Regions from separate parts of the Capsicum annuum genome. Here region 2 is linked to region 1. The links are chromatin contacts, called in public Hi-C maps. All regions are on one chromosome and are shown on one strand. The core of a region is the stretch at or near the end of the contact, and the rest is flanking DNA. Distances in the headings are between cores, read along the strand shown. Region 1 has its middle 73 kb from the start of LOC107872880. Region 2 holds the start of LOC107872879 (RING-H2 finger protein ATL52).

The links. A called contact is a pair of places that touch in the nucleus more often than the background predicts.
Region 2: a contact with region 1 is called in a Hi-C map of leaf, with 3 times the contacts expected there. The contact joins the promoter of LOC107872879 here to the enhancer-like site in region 1. A contact is called at or near these places in 2 of 5 Hi-C or Micro-C datasets (leaf and placenta).

What each region holds. Positions count from the first base shown.
Region 1 is chr6:186,115,931-186,120,452 of UCD10Xv1.1, forward strand. No RefSeq gene overlaps it. Among protein-coding and RNA genes, the nearest start is that of LOC107872880, 73 kb to the left of the region's middle. Within about 2 kb of position 1,856, at least 4 of the 5 cell types and tissues checked have an H3K27ac peak or open chromatin away from gene starts, as enhancers often do. A contact at or near this core is called in leaf, where this site is marked.
Region 2 is chr6:186,195,103-186,199,624 of UCD10Xv1.1, forward strand. It overlaps LOC107872879 (RING-H2 finger protein ATL52), which reads left to right and starts at 2,495. Exons shown (of 2, transcript XM_016719531.2): 1 at 2,495-2,762; 2 at 2,862-4,038. The coding sequence starts at 2,866. The coding sequence ends at 3,957.

The sequences.
Region 1 (4,522 bases), core at 606-3,105:
TAAATGTCTTAAGACTTAGATTTACTGGCTAATTTAAATATCTGGATTTGTTTTTGTATTTTCAGATCAACTTATAAAACACATTTGTCTGGTTACAAGCGAACTGTCTACATTTCAAAGAGACAAGAAAAATCTACTATCCACCTGGGGAAGTGGGGTCCAAGTGATAAATATTTTTCAATTCTTAATTAGATGGTATTTAGAGAGCAGTCTACTCCTAAAGTAAGATTTTCGAGCCCAAATCTAGATTAGTCCAATCTAAAACGGCTAATGGACACCAGGTCAGAGATCAAAAAAATTGCCAACTGATGATGTTTTTCCTTCTTTAATTTGTTACTACCTTTTTAAAAAAAAAATGTAAAGAATCGAGCAATTAAGGGCTCGTTTTATTTGAAGACAAGTTATAAAGGATTGATTATGTTGAGATTAGTATTCTTGTATTATTTCTTATCGATTGTTTGATTTGTCAAATTATAAATAACAAGCATTGCATAATTTTTTATAAGAAGTTGTTTATTTGTAAAAATACACTTCACCTTATTTAGTAGAAAAAAAGTTTGAGGGACCTCAATGGTATTTTGTCATATTTTCTTTTCTTTTCCAGGATAACTAATTCCACTACTATTGTTCCAAACTGTGGTAGAGATAACTTATTCAGATACTAATTACTTATCCTAATATAACTTATTCAAGAATTAATAACCAAACAAGGGACAAGTTAATGGTGGAGTAAAAATAGGATGCGGGATTTAATATAAATTTTGAAAAAGCAAGGGATATTGAATAATATAGTCTCAGAACTTTGAGTTTTGTATAATTTATCCTATTTTTTATCCCATAATATCTATGTTACCAAACGACCCCAAGAATATAACTTCCAGAGTTTCAAAAGAACCGTAGGTTCGCAACTCCAGGGTCAATGAACTTGAATTGCATGACTTCATTTCTAATGAAAATAACCAAACATCGCACTTGCTATGAACCTACTTGCTAGAAACCAATTTGCAAGTCATATTCTAGCTAAAGTAAAATTAATGTTGATATGTCGGTTCAAAGTCTCTAGTTCTAGTTCTAGCACGTAGAAAATCTTGTCACGTCCCTTTTTCTCCAATATGATGGACCACTTGCCTATGGGGTTGTTAATTAGATTCTATGCTCTAAACTATCTTCTATTGGGAGGTTTAATCTAGTCATTTAATAACTTAGCTCTAGCTACTGGGCTCCAAGGGTTAAAATGAGATGCATATAATTCTTTCACGTTTAATTAAATATTTCGAATTCAAGCATGGACAAGGGAAATAATCAAAAAGGGAACTCTCTTCCTTGGCATGGAGCAATTTCAAATTAGTGGAGTCCAAAAATAAGTATAAAATATTGAATAGTAAAGAAAAAGGAATAAATAATAGAAACCTATAGCTTTGGCAGCATATGCTATATTTGCCAAGTTGAAAAACACAGTGGTTGGCTGGTGTGGTAGCAAATATCCCAAGAGTAAAGACACGTCACTTTGAGGCCCATTTAATTGGGTTAAGCCCAACAAAGCCGATCCCAAACAAATAGAAGTGTCTAATGGAGTGGGGTTCACGATTGGTAACTTACTTAAACGTGCCCTTTGGTAACTTACGTATATATGTATTTATACGTATATAATGAATATTTTGTTCCAAACGTATACTTGCTCATTATACATTATGCATGGTATACATTTGATCAATTAGATGGTTCAATGATATTGGACTGTAATTTTTGCATCCATGAATGGAGATAAGCCGAAGATAAGTGATCAGACAATCATAGTATAGACTAAAGACTATAGAGTAGTACTCGTAGACAAGTCAATGTTGGAAAATACCAAGTCAATAACCAGTGTTCCCATCTAATCAATCTTTATTTCATACCCACCAAATTTTAGGGGACCCTATCTCTTCTATCGAAACTATTTTTGCCTGGACGCTTTACGAAATTGTAGAATGGTCCAAAGGCATCGACATAGTGGGTGTTTAGATGGGTTATATTTTGATCAAAATAATTTTTAAGTTGTTTTTTTTTTAAATGTTTGACGAGTTTTAAAATTGCTTAAAAAAGCTAAAATTTGCTTTTTATAAGTCAAACTAGAGAAGCATGGTCCATGTCAGCATGAGCCCAACATTAATATATTTATTTATCCTTTCTATCTTGATTTATTTAAATAAAATTTTCTAATAAAAGAATTGCAAATGTTTTCTAGGATTCATCCGAAATCTAGCATGAGTTCAACATATGTTATTTTAATATATATTTAGATAATTTAAGTTATTAACTATTGTAATTTATAATATTTTAATATAATTTTCAAATTAATATACGGTACTTTTTTCGTCCAAATTTTTGTGGTATTGATGGTCAATTATATTTAAAAAATAATTTAAGTTTTTAATTATTGTGATTTATGCTACTTTTCTTCTATTTCAATTTTAGTGACACCAATATAATTTTCAGAGTCGATCAAATATTTTATATCTTTTAAATTTTTTAAGTTGTTAATTATTGTGATTTCTAGTATTTTTCATGTAATTGTTTTGAAATATATAACATATTAAATTATTTTTAGATATTTTAAGTTGTTAACTATTGTAATTTATGATACTTTTTATGTAATTTTTGAATAATATATGCTACTCTCCTTGTCCAGAGTTTTGTGTCGAAGATAGCCAATGATATTTTTTTAAATAATTTAAATTTTTTATCATTGTAATTTATAATATTTTTTCTATTTTAACTTATGTGGCACAATGCTTAAATGACCATAATAATTAATTAGGGGTGATATAGTAAAATGTAATTATTATTATTTATTATTTATTATTTTTATTATGTGTATGTATTGATTCAAGAAGAATTTGAAAACATTTGAAATGTGTTGAATGTTACAAATGTTAATAATCCATTTGGTGCTTATTGATTTCTCTACATTTATCTCTTGTGTATTTTTACTCTTTTGCCCTTTGAGTATATGTAGTAATTTTTTTTTAAATATCATGAAATTTTTTATTCATATATATATATATATATATATATATATATATATATATATATATATATTATATAGTAAAATCGTGGATTCAATATTATTAATTTTCAATACATAAGTGACTTATAATAATTAATTGCGAGTGATGCATTAAAATCACGATTGAATCAGCAGAAATCAGTCAAATTTTTTTTGTTGATTATTGTTATTTACAGTACTTTTTATTTCATTTTCAAATAATGTATGTTGTTTTATATCTTTTTCTGTCCCGTTTCAATTTATGTGGCACTAATATAATTTTGATAGTCAATCAAATATTTTATGTTAACATATCATTTTCTTATTTTTATTTTTCTAATACATAAATGACTTATAATAAGGAGTGATATAGAAAAATCATCGTTCGAAAGAAGAAAATTTAATTTAAAACATTAAGAGTTAATTTCGCATTTTATGTCTATTTTATTTTTCATTAAATATTATTTATTTTCTTAATACCTAGATGACTCATAATAATTAATTAAGAGCGATTGATTATATTATTACTATAAAAATTAATATAATTTTATCATATCCAATAGTAATCATCGATCATTCACCGAAATAGTATATTAATTAAATACGGGATGTTGTATTTGCATATGCAAAATATGATATTATTAAATATTATTGGATTGTGCATTATATTTATCTTTTACAATAATAAAATTTTACTATATATTTTTCTTTATTTCTTTTTAACTTGATACATATTGGCCCAACACAAATTCTAAGAAAATATTCATTAGAAATTTATTTTATTAAATTAAATTTATTAATTTTGTACTTTAAAAATTTAAAGTTAATTTTAAATATTAGTATTTCAGTATAAGAAAAAAATAATTTTAAAATTTAAAATTACTAAAATAAATAAATAAATAAAATATTAATTTTCTATATAAAAGTCAATTAAAATAATAAAATTGATTTATTTAAATATTTAGGTGTAATTAATTAAGATAATTTTTTATTTTGTCATGATTTATGGTGCAAAGATATAATTTTGAGAGTTGAATAGAACTTTTATCTATTTTTAAAAAAGTATTTTAACTTGTTAATTATTGTGATTTATAATTATTTTTACGTAATTATCAAATAATATATTTACTCCCTGTGTCCCAATTTATGTAGTTTCGATACAATTTTGAGAATCAACTAAAGTTTTTATATATCTTTTAAATATTTTAAGTTGTTAATTATTATGATTTGCAGTACTTTTTTTTTAATCTTAATTTATGTGACATTGCTAAAATAATGAGAGCCAATAAAATTTTTATATGTCTTTTAAATATTTTAAGTTATTAATTATTGTGATTCGTGGTAATAAATTAGTTTTGAACATCATAGCCAATTAAATAAATAAAAAAAATTTACTTCTAATATGTAGTTATAGTTAATTAATATAAATTAATAAAATATATAAAATATTTAAACCATTATGATTAAACAATCAAATTATTATATATTGGGGTA
Region 2 (4,522 bases), core at 1,245-3,744, 80 kb after region 1:
AATGCTAACTCTGCACTTTCAACTATCTCCATATCAAATTTAGGTCAATAGGTGCTGCATTATTATAGTTATCCTGTTATCCTAACCTTATAAGAGATAACACACCTTAGGTACCTGGTTGTTCTGATGGTAAATTTTTTACCAGACTTCAGCCCTTCCCCCTTGTTTTTGTTATGAACATATAAATTGCAATCATAACCCTTTATCTCGGGGCAAGTATACACTCAATGTTTAACAAGTGTGTGCCAAGTGAACAATAATTATTCAATAGCTATATGCATACAAATTGTACAGTAATTGTACTGACCAAATTTAATAAAAAAATATAGGGTACGTCTTAAAACACACTACTTTGGGCTGGTGTGTGGTACAAAAATTTCATATGGAAAAGCTACGAGAGCATCCCACACCAACCCAAACCAAAAAAAAAAAAAGAACAAGGCTGCTGTTAAATTGATGATCGTAAAAAAGGCCCACATGTCTCCCTCATGAGTCATGGTGTATAGACGACAAGGCATGCAAGAAAAGGATAAATAAACACTCAATTATCTTCTTGTCACCATCTCCTTTATATTCATGAATTTCAGTGGATAATTGACTCCCTTGTGGAACCCTAGAATTCATTCAGTACTGGTGACTTTGCTAGAATATTATCTTCTTCTACATTCCTAAGGTGCTCGATCGTAAAAGCTAAAAGTCAAATTGAGTCCAAAAGGATTACATATATTTGACCCTCTAGTCCGAGCATACTTTGGAGATGACAGTAGGAAAATAAATGACTTAGTGCATAATCAGCCTTTTAAAGTAATCATGGTATTTCATTTAGATTCTAAAGATCATATTTCAATTAAATATTTCTATTTTTAATATAGCGTTTCAATGCAAAATTTGACAAACTTTTTTTGCCTATATTCTCATTCAATTATTTTATTAAGTAGCAAGATAAATATATATTGTTGCATTTTGATCTTGTTGATTGAGACTTGTAACTGAAACTGCGGCTATTGTACCCGTCTCGACCCTCAACTTGCCCTCACCTCCACCGTCAACTTATCTTATTTTTATAGTATTTGTCTAAATTATACTTCATTTAAATATTCTTCTAATAATAATTTGTATTTATCTATCGAACATAAAAAATAAATAAAGTGAATGAAAAAGACAAGGTGTGGGGCTGAGGAAGAAGGAATATTTTGGGTTTTACATTTCTTTCACCAACATGATTGACTTGTAGAATTAAAACTCCATTACAACCTCTGAGTTCCTTCAGTTTCTGACACTGAATGTTCTCCCTTATATGGTTCATTCGTACACGCTCTGTTTTGAAAAAAAAAAATCCTAGGTTGGATATCTGTAATAGAATTTGATTAATTTAGGTTTACTTCGAGTAGAACTCATTCAGGAATAGCACTCCATATCTGAATGCATGTCACAAAAATTAAAACTTGTTATTAACGAAGGAACAACTCTATCCACTGTACAACATTCTTTTGACGATCATTATACACTCTTTCTCCCCCACCAAAAGAAAAAAAGCAATAAAATAAAACTTCAAACCAGGCACAGAATACACAAGGAAAGTAGCATTGAATTCAATAGCTTGAATAGAAATATCTTTTCAATTATCAAGAACCAAAGCAAGAATATATACTTCCTTATATTGTGGCTTTAAGAAGATTCCCATTTCCCATTTCTAAGACAAAAAATTGAAGATTTTATAGTTCTGGGGTAGACAAAGGTGGAATTGGGATTTTTAGTTTATGGGTTATGCGTCAACTTCTTCTTCTTCTTTGTTTCCCTTAAAGAGTTCTCAATAAATTACGCATACATATTAAACAGTATTTTCAACATAACTACAGAATTTGAACTTAAGTCATAAGATTCTGCCAAATCTGTAACTACCATGCTAGCTCCGTCCCTGAGTAGGCTAATAATGCAAGCTTTGCTTTGGTTCTCACCAGAGGTATCAAAATGGGGAGTGGGGGTTAGATTGAATTTGTGTGGCTTAAAATAGACTGAGTTATTAATTCGCTCAAAAGTTACCTAGGTTAAAATGTTAAAATGTAGGATCATAATCCACTCGCCTAATTCTTACTATCTTATTTATTATTTGTTCTTTTATAATTTTTATGTACCTGATAAAGCTGCATGATATATTAAAACATTTTAACAATTTCTCATTGATTAATTTAGGTTCGTATCAGCTCAATTTTTAATTGGCTAGACGAGTTGAACAAAAAAAAAAAAAAAAAAATTAATTGATAAACAACCCACTGATACTTAAACAGATTGAACGAATTATGTTCTCATAAACTAATTTTCCACCTCTCACTGAGTTGATGTAACAGTAATTAAAAACTGATAAATAGATTCAATTGGCTAGTGTTAAACAAGTTTCTACTGAATTTACTTAGGAGTGAAGATATTTAAAAAGTGAGTAATGTCAAATATAAGTTTCTTTTGTACAAAAGGGAAAGAGCTACATGTAATCTATCCTATTAATCCAGTTTAGTGGCAAGTGGCTTGTACCCATGATAAAGCATTGATTACTTTGATGAATGCCCAACCAACAACATGACCATGTTAGTCAATATACCACTATCTCCAATAAAGCAAATTAAAGAAACAAAAAGAAGAGAACAAAGAAAAAGCAAACAAAAGTAAAACAGAAAAAAAAAAAAAAAAAAAACTAAGTATTCTCCTTCTTTATGTCTTATCATATGCTCCCTTTTTCCTATCTGATATAACCAAAGTGCTCTTAGGTAACTTCTCATTCCTCTGTTTTCCCCTGTTTTATACGTATTGCTTGAGATGGGAAAGTGACCTCTTTTTGGGCCACACAAAATTTTGTTTTTCTGCAGTGTCATGTATAGTAAGAGTCTTCCGGACGACGATAAATTGGTGCCTGTAAGTAATCCAAGAACTTGGGCACCATATATGAGTACTAGGGACTGTTCTCAAGGATTTTGCAGTTTATACTGCCCACAATGGTGTTACATAATTTTCCCTCCACCACCACAATTTGATTTCTCTGCTGATGATGATTCTGGTCGTAATTTCTCTCCTCTAGTTATCGCGATCATCGGAATTCTTGCTAGTGCTTTCCTATTAGTAAGCTACTATGCCATAATATCAAAGTATTGTGGGAATTCAAGAAGAAGGGAAAATCATCAGGAAGAATCAGAATTTGAAGAGGATCATGACCCTTCTAATCACGAGGCATGGAATGTTACCGCGGGTGGTGGTTTGGATGAGGCATTGATCAAGTCTATTACAGTGTTTAAATACAAGAAATGCGATGGATTATTGACTGAAGGAACAAATTGTTCTGTTTGTTTAAGTGAATTTCAAGAAGATGAAAGTCTTAGACTTTTGCCTAAATGTAGCCATGCTTTTCATGTAATGTGCATTGATACATGGCTAAAATCTCATTCAAATTGCCCGTTATGCCGGGCTCATATAACTGTTTCAAATGCTTCACCTCCTCCATTACCTCCTCCTATTATGGAAGCTCCTCAAATTGAAACAACTCCACAAATCCAACCGGAACGTGATATAGAAATGGGCATCAGAGAAGAGGAAACACGAGACGAAGAAGAAAAAGAAGAGGATGTAACGAACCAAAACCATATGAATCAAGAAGTTAGGAGGAGATCAGTGTCAATGGATTGTGTATCTCAAGGTCATTTATCTATAGCTGATATACTGAGAATTGATCAAGATGAATTTCATGATTGTGTAACGGGGGAAAATTGTGAGTTGCAAAGGGATGTTGGAACGTCAAAACAAGAAAATAATGGTGAAGAAATGAGTAGGAGTGGGATTAGAAACAATGTACTAGTACAATATTGTGTAGCAAGTCCTATGATGATGAAGAGATCATTATCAAGTGGGAGATTCTTGTTTACCAAACGGGGGAGAGGACAAAATATGGCCAATCCATTGTCAAATGTTTGAATATTTTTTTGTGCTAATTTTTTAGGAGGATTTGTGTATGCTATTGAACAAAGAGTTGATTAAACATGAGTTTGAAAGGTATTTTTCCTCTTAGAATTTGAGTTTTTCTGTTCCTCTTTTTCCCATCCACTATTTTTGTATAGCTTAGTGGGTGGACGATTGTTCTATGCAAAAATCAAGGGAGAGTTCTATGTCTTGGGATTCCATTGGCAATTTGGCATGTTGAGTTTTGTTTGTTTGATTATTGATGAGAGGCTAATACAGCTACAACTGTTGTATTGGAGATTTGGAGTTAGGTTTAATAGCCCCTTAAACAAAAATGTTGCGAGTGAGTGATTTTTGTAGGGATGATTTTAGAAACTTTTGATCACGTTTCTTGTCGTAACATTAATTTCTCTTGTAGTTTAGATATTATACTTGGCTCTAATAATACCAATAGGCATGCAACATCCTTAATTTTTCCGCACAAACACTATGGTGTTATATACTATATTGATCGCAATACCGGAAGATTGCAACTCCAGAATGTAAACAACAAACGGAAATTGCAGAACAATTGAAAAAA